Linked DNA regions of Zea mays: region 1 is linked to region 2. Evidence: chromatin contacts called from public Hi-C data. All regions are on one chromosome and are shown on one strand. The core of a region is the stretch at or near the end of the contact, and the rest is flanking DNA. Distances in the headings are between cores, read along the strand shown. Region 1 holds the start of LOC100191485 (putative RING zinc finger and ankyrin repeat containing protein). Region 2 holds the start of LOC100191564.

Region 1 (7,038 bases), core at 4,316-6,815, 240 kb after region 2:
CAATTAGAGACACCAGATATGCTCGTGCGTTGCAACGGGAACATATAATACCACGATAACTTAAGTACAGATATGTGTCATACTGTTATAAGAAAAGATTTTGTAACCCATTTATGATTTTAGCCATACATAAATTTTGTTATCTTAATCTAGCTATTTCACGACAACATAATACAGTGCCTATGCGTTGCGACGACATAATATTTGATGAGTGATTCTAGCAATCCATTATCATGGCATGAATATTATGCATAATATTCACATAAAAGTAAATTCAATTACAAGCATGAATAGAAAGTAACATATGAGCAATTCATGTATCTTTAATTGCCATACCACATTTTTCTGCAAGCTGGTCAGGTTAGGTTTATTTGGTCTCTACTGTAACTTAGCAACAAAAATACAATTTAGTACATGGTCACAATTAGGAACCTACCCTCTACAGCCTAAGCATTTGATACGAACTTCACATTAATCTCAATATATCACAAATTATTTGTCAGCAACCAATAACAAATGATGATGTGGTCCATGAATGACCCCATTCATATTGTGAGGTTCTTGATGTAGGTTGCAAGTATATGTACTTGGAGTCCAGTAAAACACGTAGAAATTCTAGAAAGTGTGAAAAACAGACATACCGTGAATCCATGAAACTTCTGCTTTCTATAACCAACTTCTTTCTTTTGTCCCATGCTGGCCCAAACATCTGTGTACACAACGTATGCTCCCTTAACTGCTTCTCTGGGACTGTTTTTATTTCGATCTTACCGATTCCAGCAACCCTGGCGATTTCCACTATGTTTGCATCAGGCTCAAATTCCTTGGGACAAGCACATACAAAGTGAAGCCATGAATGCACAATGTTCTTCCCATCTCCAACGTAGACAGCCTACAACGACACAAATTATTTGATAAGATAAAATGTTAGTGTACAACGTTTACATGAAAACAGACAACACATATAAAAACAGAAATAGAAACAGGTTAGTGACCACTGTAAATAAATAGAAACATGTTTGTAATATGTTCAAAGTATTAGGACCCGAGAGACCTTACCAGGAATACTTTCAATGTTTTCTACTTCTCTATTCTAGCAATGATCAACAGTTCTGACCAGATGGTAGGCGACTATAACCGAGCCCAAACCCAAATTCACAATTCCATATAATCACATGAGTATATTGACACCAGTTATTATTACCTTCTATGCATAAGCACTTTCATAAGGTACCTCATGACTTACTGCACATTTCCTTCCACATTTCTTCCCCTTCTACAATGACAGAGAACAGAACATGCACTTCAGTTCACAGAAATTTGAGATAGCTAGACTGTATTATGGTATTTCAGTTCCATGACACAGGAAGAGGACCTAGAAAACTCATCACTACACGGCACAATTGAAATACTACAGAAAATTCATCGCTACACGGTACAAACTAAAGAATAGTTTGGTCATGTCACTATGTTAATGTGTCAAGCAAACGTATTTAGAATGGCATCAACGTTCTGCATCCATACATTAGAATCCTTCGATTCTATGAATTATCAAATGTACATGAGGATGCCATTTAAGCCACTACAAAATTAGACATGTAAGTTACATTGAGATTAATCATCGAATAGTGATGTATTTTGTGATGGAAAGGCTCTCATGATGGAAATAAGTTCGGTTGAATAAAATCAAAAAATCTCACCTTGAAACCTGACCGTGAATTCACATGTAGAGTGTTGTGCTTAGATAGAGATAGTGAAAACATTTAGCTTCCTTCCTAACTGTAGCTATCGCAATAACATGATTGAACTTGTACTAATCAAGATTCATAGATTCATGGTTGAGCACCTGCAAAGAGAGGAATACACGGGTCCTGTTCTACCAATTGCCCCTAATCAGTCTGAACTATTGAATTTCACACAATAAATAAAACAATTAAAAATAGAAATAGAAAATAAATATATATTTTTCTCACATGGGCGGGATTTAAATTTTTTATTAATCGCAGCCCAGTCCAACACATACCAAATCGCAAACACTCTTATTCGATGACCCCGCGTGGTTGGGAGATCTAGGATAACCTAGCCACTGTGCCGCAGTGAGCGTGCCACCTGCGCACCTCCCCGTGCTTGCTCCCAGTGGCAGCTCCTATGCCCGCACTTGCTCTTGGCTGCGGCGGCTCACCTAAAAAATTCAATAATAATCTAGTGACAGGAATCTTAAAAAATATTATGTGGAGTTTTGAATATGGAATATCCATACATTAGAATTATATATTATGTTTCCCAGTATCTGAGTGCAGTGCAGTGTATGTGAATTTAACTAAATATACTAAACAACAAGCTAACTCTCAGAAGTTACTCACAATTGGGCCATTTGAGACATCGTGATCTTTTGCAAATTTGCATGCCTGCTTCACAACAAGAAATTCAATTCCATCAACCTGCGCAAAATACAATTTAGTTATGTTTGTAGCACGCACTAAAAGTAAAGCCAACATGAAATCCAAGCATAAGCTATCCCCTTTATAGTCAAATCCAGAGTTAACTCAATACAGGGGAACATGATGATCCGAAAATGCATATGCATTCATCATTCTTGTATAATTTCAAATAAATACAAGATGGTTTTTTTAGACAACTATATGTCATCCCCACTTAACTGTATACTTGTATACTTTGCTTTAGCCTGCTTCAGTCTACAAACAGGGAATAACTAAAAATAAATTAAGTACCTTGGTCTGCTTCAGTCTACAAATAGGCGAGGCAATGGATAATTCATCCAGTTTGAAATCACGATGCACTCCATGATCGATTGCGAAAATCGCACCCTAAATGGACAGAGTAGGGTGTTGTTAAAAAAACAGTACAACAAATAATGAGTCATTGGTATATAATAAATGTTCAGTCATTTTAGTTGCCCTAAGAGCAATAATGAAGTTAGTTAACTCTCAGAAGGCGACATTAAATCCTACTATTTATACAATAGCATATGCATACAAGCACTAACAATGGAAGTATAGAACATTAAAGTTTCCCAACAAATGCAGCCTGACATCACATCAAATACAACCTAACAAATAAAGAAAAATGAAACACAACATATTCCTAAGTTATGGCATGAGGTTTTATATAGTATTTCTATAGTAAATTAGTAATTACACAGAACGATTAGCACGTGCCATGTAGTTCTTGGTAATTAAGGTCTCATCCAAAGCACGAGAGATTATGGGTGGTTCTACTGATTGAAAGAGAAGTTAGTCTGCACCAGGACTCATCGCATGTAGACCGGCGGCAGTCGCTCGGTGGCGCCATGCGGTGGTGGAGGAGCGAGAAAGGATTCCTCCGGTTGTAGCACGGTTCAGTGCGGACCTAAGAGGCTGAGAGGGCTCGGCAGGGTTGGAGGTCCACGGGATTGTGCCTCTGTCCGGTGGTCAGCGGCCATGGAGATCGGCACCCGGCCGTTGTGGCCTGCCGGAGCTCAGCATGGAGCGCGCTGAGGAGGGGAAACAGTGGAGGTCCCATCGGCTATGCGCGCTCGAGCTAGGGGTAGGGAAACCAGCAACAACCGTCAAGGTTCTACTGGCAACCATGGCTGCGACGTTCGTGCGCTCCGATGCTAAGCAGAGCGAGGCGTGCAGGCGAGAGCAGGGAGTTTTAGGCCGTGCGCAGGAGGCGTAGGGAGCTCGACCAGTTGACCGGCTACTCTGCACCCTCCGGAAACGTGAGAGGCATGAGCGTATAGGTGGCCGGCCTGGTTCAGGCAACGACGGTCATCTCCGGGATTGGGGACGATTGTGCTACGCATGAAGATGAGGGTTGGGTGAAGGTAGCCGATGGGGGAGGAGTTGGAGGACGGCAGTGGGCTGGAGGCCGCCATTGGAGAGGTGGAGTCCGACGGTGCGGTGGGGGAGGAGGTGGAGTCCGATGGTGGGGTGGAGGAGAGGGAGGGGAGGCCGCTGGAGTTGAGCGCAGTGGAGGAAGAGCCGTCGACGGTGATTAGGTCGAATGCGAGAATGCAGTCGGCCGCACGGTGGGCTGCACGCTAGGACGATGGGCCTTAGGTCCACACAAAAATCATTGGGCCGCACGAACCGCTGCCAGGTATGCCATCTATTTTATTAGTGCCACATCGGCCATTGAGAGTGACAGAACATGGCTTATAAGCACAACTGTGTATTGTATGTTGCTCACTGAGAAAGATGGAACGGAACGTGGCTCATAAACCTGTGTATGTACTGTTTATTTTGTTGCGCGGGACTGTATGGTGCGGTCGTTGGAGGCAGAATAACCATTGGCAGAACGCGTCGGAGGCAGAACACGTCAGAGGCAGACTACTATTGCAGTATTAATAAGTAGTAGAGATATGTCCCAAGTGTTCCACTTTTCCCTTTTCCTTCCATAAGAGTTGAGGTGGGCATGAAAGCACCATTTTTCCCTTAGTCTCTTTGTATGGGTCTTCTGAAATCATGTACATTTATATTTTGTGGCAAGCGGAGAGATTGTTGTGTAATTTCCATTGTACCAAACGTCCAAACCCCTCTTACCAATAGAAGTCCCTTGGATTGTTTGTCACATTGCAGACTACTTTAATACTTGCTTTAAACTATCTGATTCTGTGCAAAATCTTTGTGTGATTCCTTAGGGCCCCTTTGGCAGGGCTTCCCGGAACTGATTTCTGTTCTGGCTTCATATTTTACTAGGTGAGTGCCCGTGCGTCATAGGCCCGAGTTTCTCTTCGATGTCATCCCGGACAGATCACATATGTCATCCTCTATCTCATAATTATATAACACATATGTGCATATATAAGTTATCGAGATATTATATGTCCCCGTTACAACGTACGGGCACTGACCTAGTATATACTTGATGGCTTGATGCTGATGGCCGAGCGTGCCACGTCACCACATCCGCTTCGGATTAAAACCTATTATTTAGATTACTATGGATTAATCTATAGAGCCAAAAATATTATAGCGATTAAAATCAACCGAACATGTTGACATCCAGCTTCTTCTACTAAAAAGCTGTAGTTTGGGGGCCCACTCATTAGGAGGCCAAAAAACTTCCAGTTTGAAATTTCAACCGATCAATTACCTAGCATCTACTGCCAAATGTAATCATCTCATTTTAATAAAGTATGCAAGTCGCACGCTCTAGTCAGAATCCTTCGAGAATTCGTGTGTAAAGTCAATAAATGTTGCAAGGCAAAGGCGCGTCCCCTGCCTCGCTTTGAGGTTTGAACAGCAAGCCAGACAGCGTCACCTGGTCCCGGCCCGCCCGCGTTCCCTTGGTGGTTGCCTTCCTGGCTTCCCAGTTCCTCCCAAATGGAATGACCAAAATCCCTTGGCTTCGCCACGAAGGAAAAAGCTCACGGCTTGTTCGCTGCGGCTTGCTGCGGCTGCAATCCGGCTGCGGCTGCGGCTTCTACAGTATTTTTCTCTCTATGGATTGCAGCTGCAGCAGTCCAAACAGCTGCAACAGTGTCGGCTTGCAGCCAACCGAACACGCCCTCAGTCTCGTCTCGCCTTCAATTTCCCATCCATTTCTCCCTTCCCTTCCTTCCCGACCCGAACCACCGCGCATTAAAATCTGCCCCCTCCTGCCACTGCCAGCGACCAATCCAATCCCTACCTGCTCGGGAACCACCCGTCGGGCTCCTCCCGCCCCCCTCGCCGCATCTGCATGCGGCGGGGATCTCCGGGCTCGCTCCGTCACCGGAGCCCCAATCACCGCCACCTCATCCAAGCCCCCGAATCCCCCGGGCGCGCAGCACAACCTTGCCGCGATCGCGCGCGGGAACCGCCGCTGATTGGGTCGTGAAAGCTCGATTTTGGGCGATTTTGATTCGGAGAACCCGCCGTCATTCGATTTTGGCGCGCGTTGCGAGCCGGGATGGGGTTGCAGCAGTCCAAAGAGGAACTGCTGTACCAGCAGGTCAACTACGGCAACGTCGACGGGATTCGCACGCTCCGGGGGCAAGGCGCTGGTCTCGAGGTCAGTCGTTCGGCCAGGATGGCAAATTTACTCTTGTTTTATGTCTCTGTGAACTGATTGGGCTACTGCGGTTGTTGCTGCGACAAATGCTTGATTGGTTGCAGTGGATTGACAAGGAAGGGAAGACGCCCCTGATGCTTGCCTGTATGCGCCCGGATCTGTTCGACGTGGCCAAGGTGCTGATCGAGTTGGGAGCTAATGTGAATGCCTACAGGCCTGGTATTCTTCTCTTGATTCTTATTACCAATCTTTTACTTTGTTAGTTTGGTCCTATTTATGAAGCTGAGTTGATTTTCGTAAAGTAAAGCAGTGCCAAACACCCCCGTAAACTTCTCATTCGAACGGGCAATTAGGGTAGATTTCAGTCAACTAAGACAAGGTTTATGTCCACATTCACTCTAACATAGGATCGAGTTTTATTTGTTCTGTCAAATCATATCACATCAATGTAATTCTGTATCGGTACACATCTTTCAAACTCTGCATTCAAATGAATGAAACCATTTGATGTGATCCATCCAAGTTGCTGACAGTGATATGTACCTTCCCTGGACTCATGCTTAATTGAAGAGGAGGCTGTGCTCGTTATTATGTTTTGATCACTACCTTTTTCCATTACCAGGGTCACACTGTGGGACAGCATTGCACCATGCTGCCAAGAAAGGACTTCAGCAGACTGTCCATTTACTACTCTCACATGGAGGTATATGATGAATAATATATGAAACACTCTATTCATCAGATCTCTATTCGATGCATATATTACTATATCCGTGCAGCTAATCCGTTCATACCAAACGATGATTGCAATACTGCCCTCGAATTGGCAAGAGAAAAGGGTCATGTGAATGTTGTTCGTGCCATAGAGGTATAGTTTTCTTTGCTATCCTATTTTTTATATTATAATACTTGTGGGAATTTATTCATATTCATTTTTTAATGTTTGTTACTCAATTAATTTAGGGACGGCTTTGTCTTTTTTGTGGATGGATGAGAGAGAACTATGCTCCTGCTTTTTTGGATGCAATTGCTCCACAGTTC
Region 2 (7,382 bases), core at 2,553-5,052:
CGATGCCAGCGCGAGCCCGCGATGGCTCTCGGCCTCGCCCTTGTAAGGCCCCAGCCAACTTGCCTCCTCTGCCCTGATGAGGTTGGCGAAGGCGCATCCTTTACTGGCTTGCTTGCTGGGTTCTGCTGGTACGGTTGGAGCCTGAGCACGCCATGGTGCTCGAGCGGAGGCTAGCAACGAGGACCGCTTCGTCCGCTAGGGGCTGGGCGTAAGTCGGCATAGCATGCCATGCGACCTCTATTGCGCCCCATGGCACCCTACCATTGGATTCCAGTGAGGAAACCATGTTAACAACGACGTAGCCCTTGTTGTCATGGCTTCCTGGAACCCATTGGTAGGTAGGAGTCACCCCTTGGTGGGGGAGGGACAACTCCACGTACCATGGAACACAGTGGCCGACTGGAGGGGGATTCCCCTTTGGTGCTTGGCTGCTGGCCTACGGTGGCCATCTTGAATGCCACTGTGAGCGGCTGGGGTCGACGACGGCAACCTCAAGCGCGGTGGAGCTTGGCGGGGTGCTGATGGGAGCAGCCTCAAACGCCATAGGTGTGGCCTCTGTTGCCCCTTGCTTGATGGCAGCAACGCACCTGCTAAAACGCTGCTTGAGATCAATGGCGAGTCGTTTGAGGCGTCGCTTTTCTGCCTTGTGCCAAACGTCGGCGACCTCGCTCTGGCTGAGCTTGCCGGAAGGCGAGTGAGATGTCATCTCAATCGGAGGGCCATGCTCTGGTTTCCTGCCCCCTACCTGGCACGCCAAATGTCGGAGGGGAGAATCCTCCGGCCGGGTGGCAGATTGCACCTGCCCTAATCCTTGGATGAGGAGTAGGTTTACGTGATTGTCTGACCTTCTAGATGAACGCAAGAACACAAGGGTTTATAGTGGTTCAGGCCACCGGAGCGTAATACCCTACATCCACTGCGAGTTATATTGCTTGAGAACTGGGGAGATGAAGGTCTGTGTGTGAATTGACCTCCCTTCGCTACGGAGCAAGTGCTCTTCCTTTTATATTCCAAGGGATGCACGTTACAGGAAGTTCAGGCCCTGACAGGTGGGCCTAGGAGAGTTTACAGTATAAAATGGGAAACAACTAGATAGAGTTTGACAATGCTAGATCTTCTTGAGCGCATATCCCTTCTTGGGCGCTGCATGATCTTCTGGCGTGTCCTTATCCTGCTACCTTGTCCCGTTTAATCGGAACACATGCCTTGATGTAGGATGCAGCATAGCTTGATACGCTGCTCGCGTAGGGTGTAACGGGCGGTGTCGTCTAGTCTTCTCCGTCCGTCTCTTCATGCCTCGGTAACGCACGAAGCAAAGTGGAAGTCATAATGAAGGGCGCCCAAACGACGTATTGGGTCAATGCCCTTGACTCGGTAAAGTGCGGGTAAAAGTAGAATCTGCACGTTACAGGCCTGAGGCGCCGCATACTCTTAATGCTAGGGACACGCTACATGCCATTGATGTGGGCAACTATGTGTCCCTTCTGTAATCAATGCTGTCAGGCCACGTGTCAGAGGCCTTCGTTAGGCATCGTCTGGTGGCTTACGCTAGGGGCGTCTGGCTACATGTTAGCATCGGACCCCTGCCTGGGTGAGAGGCAGACCTAGAGATAAGTGACGACACTTTTTCCCAAGTCTTTCCTGACCATGGGCTCGAGGCGTACGGGAGGGGACCTGGGCTACTGCCGCCCTTGTTTGGACACGTGGTGGCTCTGGACCTCACCTGACCTGAGGTTCGGATGGTGTGTCTTACATGGCCGTAGTCGTTCCGAAGACTTGGTGCTGTAACCAGAGAGTGCCTACTCCTCCGGGACATTATGTTCCCTCTGGATCCCTTTGTCTGGGGATCCATCGGGTCACAAGGAGGTTCGGGTCCTATTTGTAGGATTCTAGACCTATAGTTGAGGTTGTTGATTCCTCCCTTTATGGGGCTTGATGGAGACGACGATCCAGAGCAGGAGGCGACCTGTGCTGGGCCGGCAGGCCTTGAATTTCTTAATGATGGCCCCCAAGGGCTGACCTTGACATAACAGGAGTGGGTACCCCGAATTTCTTAATGATGCCCCCCAAGGGCTGACCTTGACATAACAGGAGTGGGTACCCCGTATTCTGGGTACCGACACTTCCAAAGATATCTATGGGGCTGACATAATTGCACTACAATACAACTGAACCTAATCATCTGTGGACTTCGTTGACTCCGTAATGCAAAAAGGACATGTTCAATATCAATGATGAAAACAAGCATTTGTTCTTTTAGATATTGCAGTCTGTATTGCCTGGTGATTAAACTTCCAAGATGCATTTGTTGTTGCTATAGAAGTATGGAAAACACCATGCAATACACAGGAACAATTCTAGACACTGAAAAATTGGTAGCTGAATCGAGTGAGACCTCATGGTTGACAATTCTAGATGCATAAAACGTTAGCTGAATCGAGTGCGCATTTAGAGCTCATGGTTGACAATTCTGGCCACTTATAAGACGATGGCTGAATTTGGTGTGAAGTTTGATGTCATGCTTTATTAGACTATTAGATTGATACTTCTGAATTCGATTTCTATTTTGAATTTGACCTTTGTTCCTATGTGGGCCTCACCAAACGTTATGTTTCTTGTACAGTTGTCCAATATGAAGCGCGCTGAAGAGTGAAGACAAGGGAAAACACTGAAGATGGTTGATCTATTACTCGCCACATTACCTATGTAAACAGTCTTCTGGGGGAAATGAAAATGTCAGACTTAACGTTTGTATGTCGTGTGCCTCCTTTGAACCTGAGCTGTATAATTTGTAACGCTTGAACTGGGGACTGATTTGAGAACTGAGACACTGCAGCAATATGTTGATGGGTCCTAAGTGGCGAATCTAATGCATGCGTGTTATGCCAGCGTTATTTTTGGTTACTTGTTTGCCTCCAACGGTCCAAAAATGATGGGTGTTGAGCAGAGGTATATCTATTTATACGGCTGGAGGGTTGCTTGCGTCCATAGTTACGCCGTCGTTCATCCATTCATTCAGAAGTGATGAAAACTGTGACGGACTGACGGGGTGTGATTCGGTTGTATGCTTGTATTGCTAGATTACTTTTTTTTTGCCTGTACATTGACAACACATTTGCCGTTCATAACCAGTCACGGCGAAACTTTGGGTTCGTTCGAAATCGCATTTTAATTGCCATACCTGTTGTTTTGATTTGAGAAATCATATTTTAATCGCAGGAGGCAAGCAGACCAAATCACCGCATGCAGGGCGCCCACAACAAGCTGTCGTCCACAACAAGCTGTCGCCCGTGTGTCACGGCTTTTAATTGAGCGATTCCCGCGCACCTCTCCCCTGCCATGGATGCAAGAGGATCTCAAACAGATTAGCTCATTCAATGCTAAAAAGTGCCCCCGCCCCCTGCATTTTAAATTATATTATTTGGTATACACTACATAACGAAGCATAATTATAAGACGTCTTGATTTGTATGCATTATTTTTGCATATCCAAATACATAAAATCTAGGCATACAGAAGAAAAAAAAGCAAAACGTCTTATAAATACGAAATAGATTGAGTACACAAAGAAACATAGTTGATATAACAGATTACTCATCGTGTCTCCTATTCTATCTCTAGTCTGCTATCTAAAAGTTCGAATTATATTGGTAATCTGTTAGGGAAGAAGAAGAAGGAAAAAGATATTATCAATAAATGAAGATCATCGGTAAACGAAGGCCATCAATTGTAAAAATTCTGTTGGTGAGTTGGAGATGGTTAATGCACCGGAAACTGAAAGCTTACGGCTACGTCCGACACCCCGGGCCCGTCACGCGTCAGACAAGCTGGAGTACCGCTGCCGCACAGACTGCAGCGCGTGCGCACTGGTACGCCCCCTTCTCCTCTTCTCCAGCGCACGCATATATACGGATACCGGCATGGTGACAAGCCCACAGAGTACGCAGGCAGGACGCGACGCAGCGCCGAAGCAACAAGGATGGCGCCCGAGATTCAGAGCCTGTGTCCGAGTACGACGGCCGCGCTCCTCCTGCTGGCCGCCTGCCTCGCCGCCGCGGTGGCAGCGCTCGACGCTGCGGACTACGCCAGGCCGCCGCTGCCTGCAGGCGGAGGCGGCCGGCGCGTCCTCTTCGCCAACGGGCTCGGGCTGACGCCGCAGATGGGGTGAGTGAGGAACGAAACCAGCACTCCGGATTCAGATGCATGCGCATGCGTGGCTTCCGCCGCTCCCCGGCTGTCTTGTCTGAGCCTTCCTTTCCGTGGGGTTTTCTTCTTCTCTTGTTGCGTTCTGTCGCCGCTTCGCAGGTGGAACAGCTGGAACCATTTCCAGTGCGACATCAACGAGGCGGTCGTCCGGAGCACCGGTCAGAGACCAGTACCCTCCAGCTCCTATCTGAAAAATCACCAGCGCCATTGTTGGTTTTTTTCTTTCTGATGATGATATGGCTATTGATTGATTCGCTGTCAACCTGCTTTGGGAACCCCCGCAGCTGATGCGCTCGTCGCCATCGGACTTGCAAAGGCTGGCTACACGTATGTCAACTTAGGTATCGCATCCTATCTCTATCTCTATTTCTCTATGGCTGCATCGGTTCAGTTGTCCAGTGTTACTGAAAGATGGCATCATTATTGGCTATTGCAGATGACTGCTGGGCGGATTCCGAGAGAACCAAAGAGGTAGTACGTACGAGTGCTGCTACGTGACCTTGTCGTCAGTTACTTTCAGTTAAATTCTTGCACTGCTGAAGCACGTGTTTGTTTAAGAGGAATGCTAATCGACTTGCTGACAGGGATACATGGTCGCTAACCCCAAGACATTCCCATCCGGAATCAAGGCCCTGGCAGATTACGTTCACAGCAAGGGGCTTAAGCTTGGCATCTACTCTTCCGCTGGGTACGTTCTCTCTCCCCCTCTCTTCTCCTTCAAACAAGTTCCGATTTTTTTGAAATCGCTCACAAGTGGGAATGAATTCACCCATAATACCAAAGTTTCCGCTACAAGGAATAGGATAAGTGTATCTGTTGAACTGAAACCGGACTTCTTTCCTTAAATTGCAGGACAAGAACTTGCAGCAACAGGATGCCTGGATCTCTGGGCTACGAGGAGAGGGATGCTAAGATGTTTGCGTCATGGGTACATACTAGATACTACACATGTTGAAACATCTGACAGTTCTTAGACTTTTTTCAGACATCCTCAGACTAGACCTTGTCGGTTTCAGTTCACAAGTAGAATTAGTCTACTGCTTCTTTTTATTATCAAGAACAAACAAACAATCAAACAAAAAAGAAGAAGAACTTTACCTTAGTTATTTAAAACTGTTTCTTCACTGGGCACCTGGCCTGTCTGCAGGGCGTTGACTACCTGAAGTATGACAACTGCTACAGAGACGGCACGCCTGAAACCGTGAGGTGCGGTTTCTGTTCACCTGCACATTCAGTTCGTGTAGCATTTCTTCTTGTTTCCATGTACCAGCCGTCGATTGTGATGCAGGTTTGGGCGCATGTCCCGAGCGCTGGTGAACTCTGGCCGCCCAATCTTCTACTCGCTTTGCGAATGGTACGGCATGCACGCATCCCTTCCTCCTTGTTCGTCTGACGCTGACGGTGACAAACTTGGTCAGGGGCTTCATGGAAGTTCCCAAATGGGGCGGCATGTACGGCAACAGCTGGAGGACCACCGGCGACATCAACGACACATGGTCAGGGTAAGTGATAGGTTCCCCGACTTTTTTTTTTCCCATGGCCCGCCCATATACACGTTGCTAACCGACTGGGTGTGTGTGGTTCTTGCGATAGCATGCTGGACAACATCGACCTGAACGACGCCTACGCCCGGTACGCCAAGCCCGGCGGCTGGAACGGTCAATTCCTTCGTCCACGTCTCCTCGTCATCCTCATCCTCTCTGCCGCTATAGCTTATTATGCCGCTTCCTGGACGGACCTGAACGATGGCCTGCTTTGCTTCTCTGCCGCAGCAGACCCTGACATGCTGGAGGTCGGGAACGGAGGCATGGCGTACAACGAGTACGTCGTGCACTTCAGCCTCTGGGCCATCGCCAAGGTGCGCGCGCGTGAATCATTTCCTTTCCGGGCTATGCTCACAGCTACCGATGAGAGTTATTATTGGCGCCAATCTTTTTTGACAGGCTCCCCTGGTCATCGGCTGCGACGTGACGAGAGTCTCCAATGAGACGCTCGGAATCCTCTCCAACGCGGAGGTCATCGCGATCAGCCAAGGTCACCACAACCACAATGCATCTTCGTCCTTCTCACCAGCGAAACCTTTCGCATCAGTTCTTGACTCTTGTAGTCTTCGTGTGTGTGCCAATTATATTGCTTGCTTGTGTCCGACGCAGATCGGCTGGGTGTCCAAGGACAGAAAGTGAGCAAGTACGGCAACGATCTCGAGGTACAGAGATACTATATCTTACAGCTACCAAACCGATCGCCCATCGCAAGCAGCACGCGTCTCGCTCGGGAACGAATTAATCCTGGTCGATCCCATGGCGCGTTTGGTCAATTGCAGGTATGGGCAGGGCAGCTCTCGGGGCACAGGAAGGCGGTGCTGCTGCTCAACCGGGGGGCCACGCGCTCCGCGTCCATCACCGCGGCATGGCCGGACGTGGGCATCCGCCGCGGCGTGGCCGTGGAGGCGAGGGACGTCTGGAAGGTACGTGAAAAGTGAATAAGCGCCGAGCTCGCTTGCCTATGCAATGGCTCAAATTCATGCAAGCTTGTGCTTCTTGGTTCATCTGCAGCACGAGACGCTACCGGGCTGGTTCACCGGCAGCCTCACGGCGGTGGTCGGGCCGCACTCGTGCAAGCTCTTCGTCCTCACGCCCGTTCCTAGCTGACGGCGCCGCTGGAGATCTGTCCATCCAATATCTGCCCGTGGATCCAGCTAGAGTTATTAATTGTATGATTTCAGATACTGTAACTGCCTTGTGACTGCTCCGACAACAAGAGCTCATCACCATCTGTCTAATGATTTGACATGGTGCAACGCTCAGTTTGGCCTAGATTTGAGATCCGAACGTGGCGAATAAAATAATAAAATGACGTCTCCTGACTTCTTTTAGCAGTTTAGTAATTAATAGTAAGGCTTCGTTTAGGCATACTGGTTCACTTATACTGTAAAAACGCCATCTCTTCGTTCTTAAGTGAAAGTAACGTGTAAACTTCGCTTAGAAATCTTATTTCGCTTGTCTTCGTAAATAGCATATATCGTTTCTTCACTTTTTAGCGACACATATTCTTTATCTAAAAAATTGATTTACCTATTTTAAAAAAGCTGCCCTCTTACTTTTTTTTGGTGAAGGCAAGACATAGATTCCACTTAAAAACCACGGTTCTCTTATTGTAAAAATGTTGTCCTCTCA

Evidence for each region. A called contact is a pair of places that touch in the nucleus more often than the background predicts.
Region 1: a Hi-C map of ear shows a contact between it and region 2, with 3 times the contacts expected there. The contact joins the promoter of LOC100191485 here to the promoter of LOC100191564 in region 2. A contact is called at or near these places in 3 of 25 Hi-C or Micro-C datasets (ear, leaf and tassel).

The regions. Positions count from the first base shown.
Region 1 is chr7:41,490,621-41,497,658 of Zm-B73-REFERENCE-NAM-5.0, reverse strand. It overlaps LOC100191485 (putative RING zinc finger and ankyrin repeat containing protein), which reads left to right and starts at 5,565. Exons shown (of 9, transcript NM_001136917.1): 1 at 5,565-5,997; 2 at 6,102-6,216; 3 at 6,620-6,700; 4 at 6,777-6,865; 5 at 6,961-7,038. The coding sequence starts at 5,896. It also overlaps the pseudogene LOC103632280.
Region 2 is chr7:41,730,393-41,737,774 of Zm-B73-REFERENCE-NAM-5.0, reverse strand. LOC100191564 reads left to right here and starts at 3,802. Exons shown (of 16, transcript NM_001316917.1): 1 at 3,802-3,869; 2 at 3,948-4,164; 3 at 4,306-4,364; 4 at 4,491-4,547; 5 at 4,643-4,677; 6 at 4,791-4,894; 7 at 5,059-5,134; 8 at 5,354-5,412; 9 at 5,495-5,560; 10 at 5,625-5,708; 11 at 5,800-5,864; 12 at 5,982-6,064; 13 at 6,150-6,240; 14 at 6,360-6,412; 2 more. The coding sequence starts at 3,980. The coding sequence ends at 6,857. It overlaps LOC100285004, which reads left to right. Exons shown (of 3, transcript NM_001291580.2): 3 at 2,624-2,904. The coding sequence ends at 2,646. It overlaps LOC103632284 (a long non-coding RNA gene), which reads right to left and starts at 4,299. Exons shown (of 2, transcript XR_555798.4): 1 at 3,787-4,299; 2 at 2,685-3,334.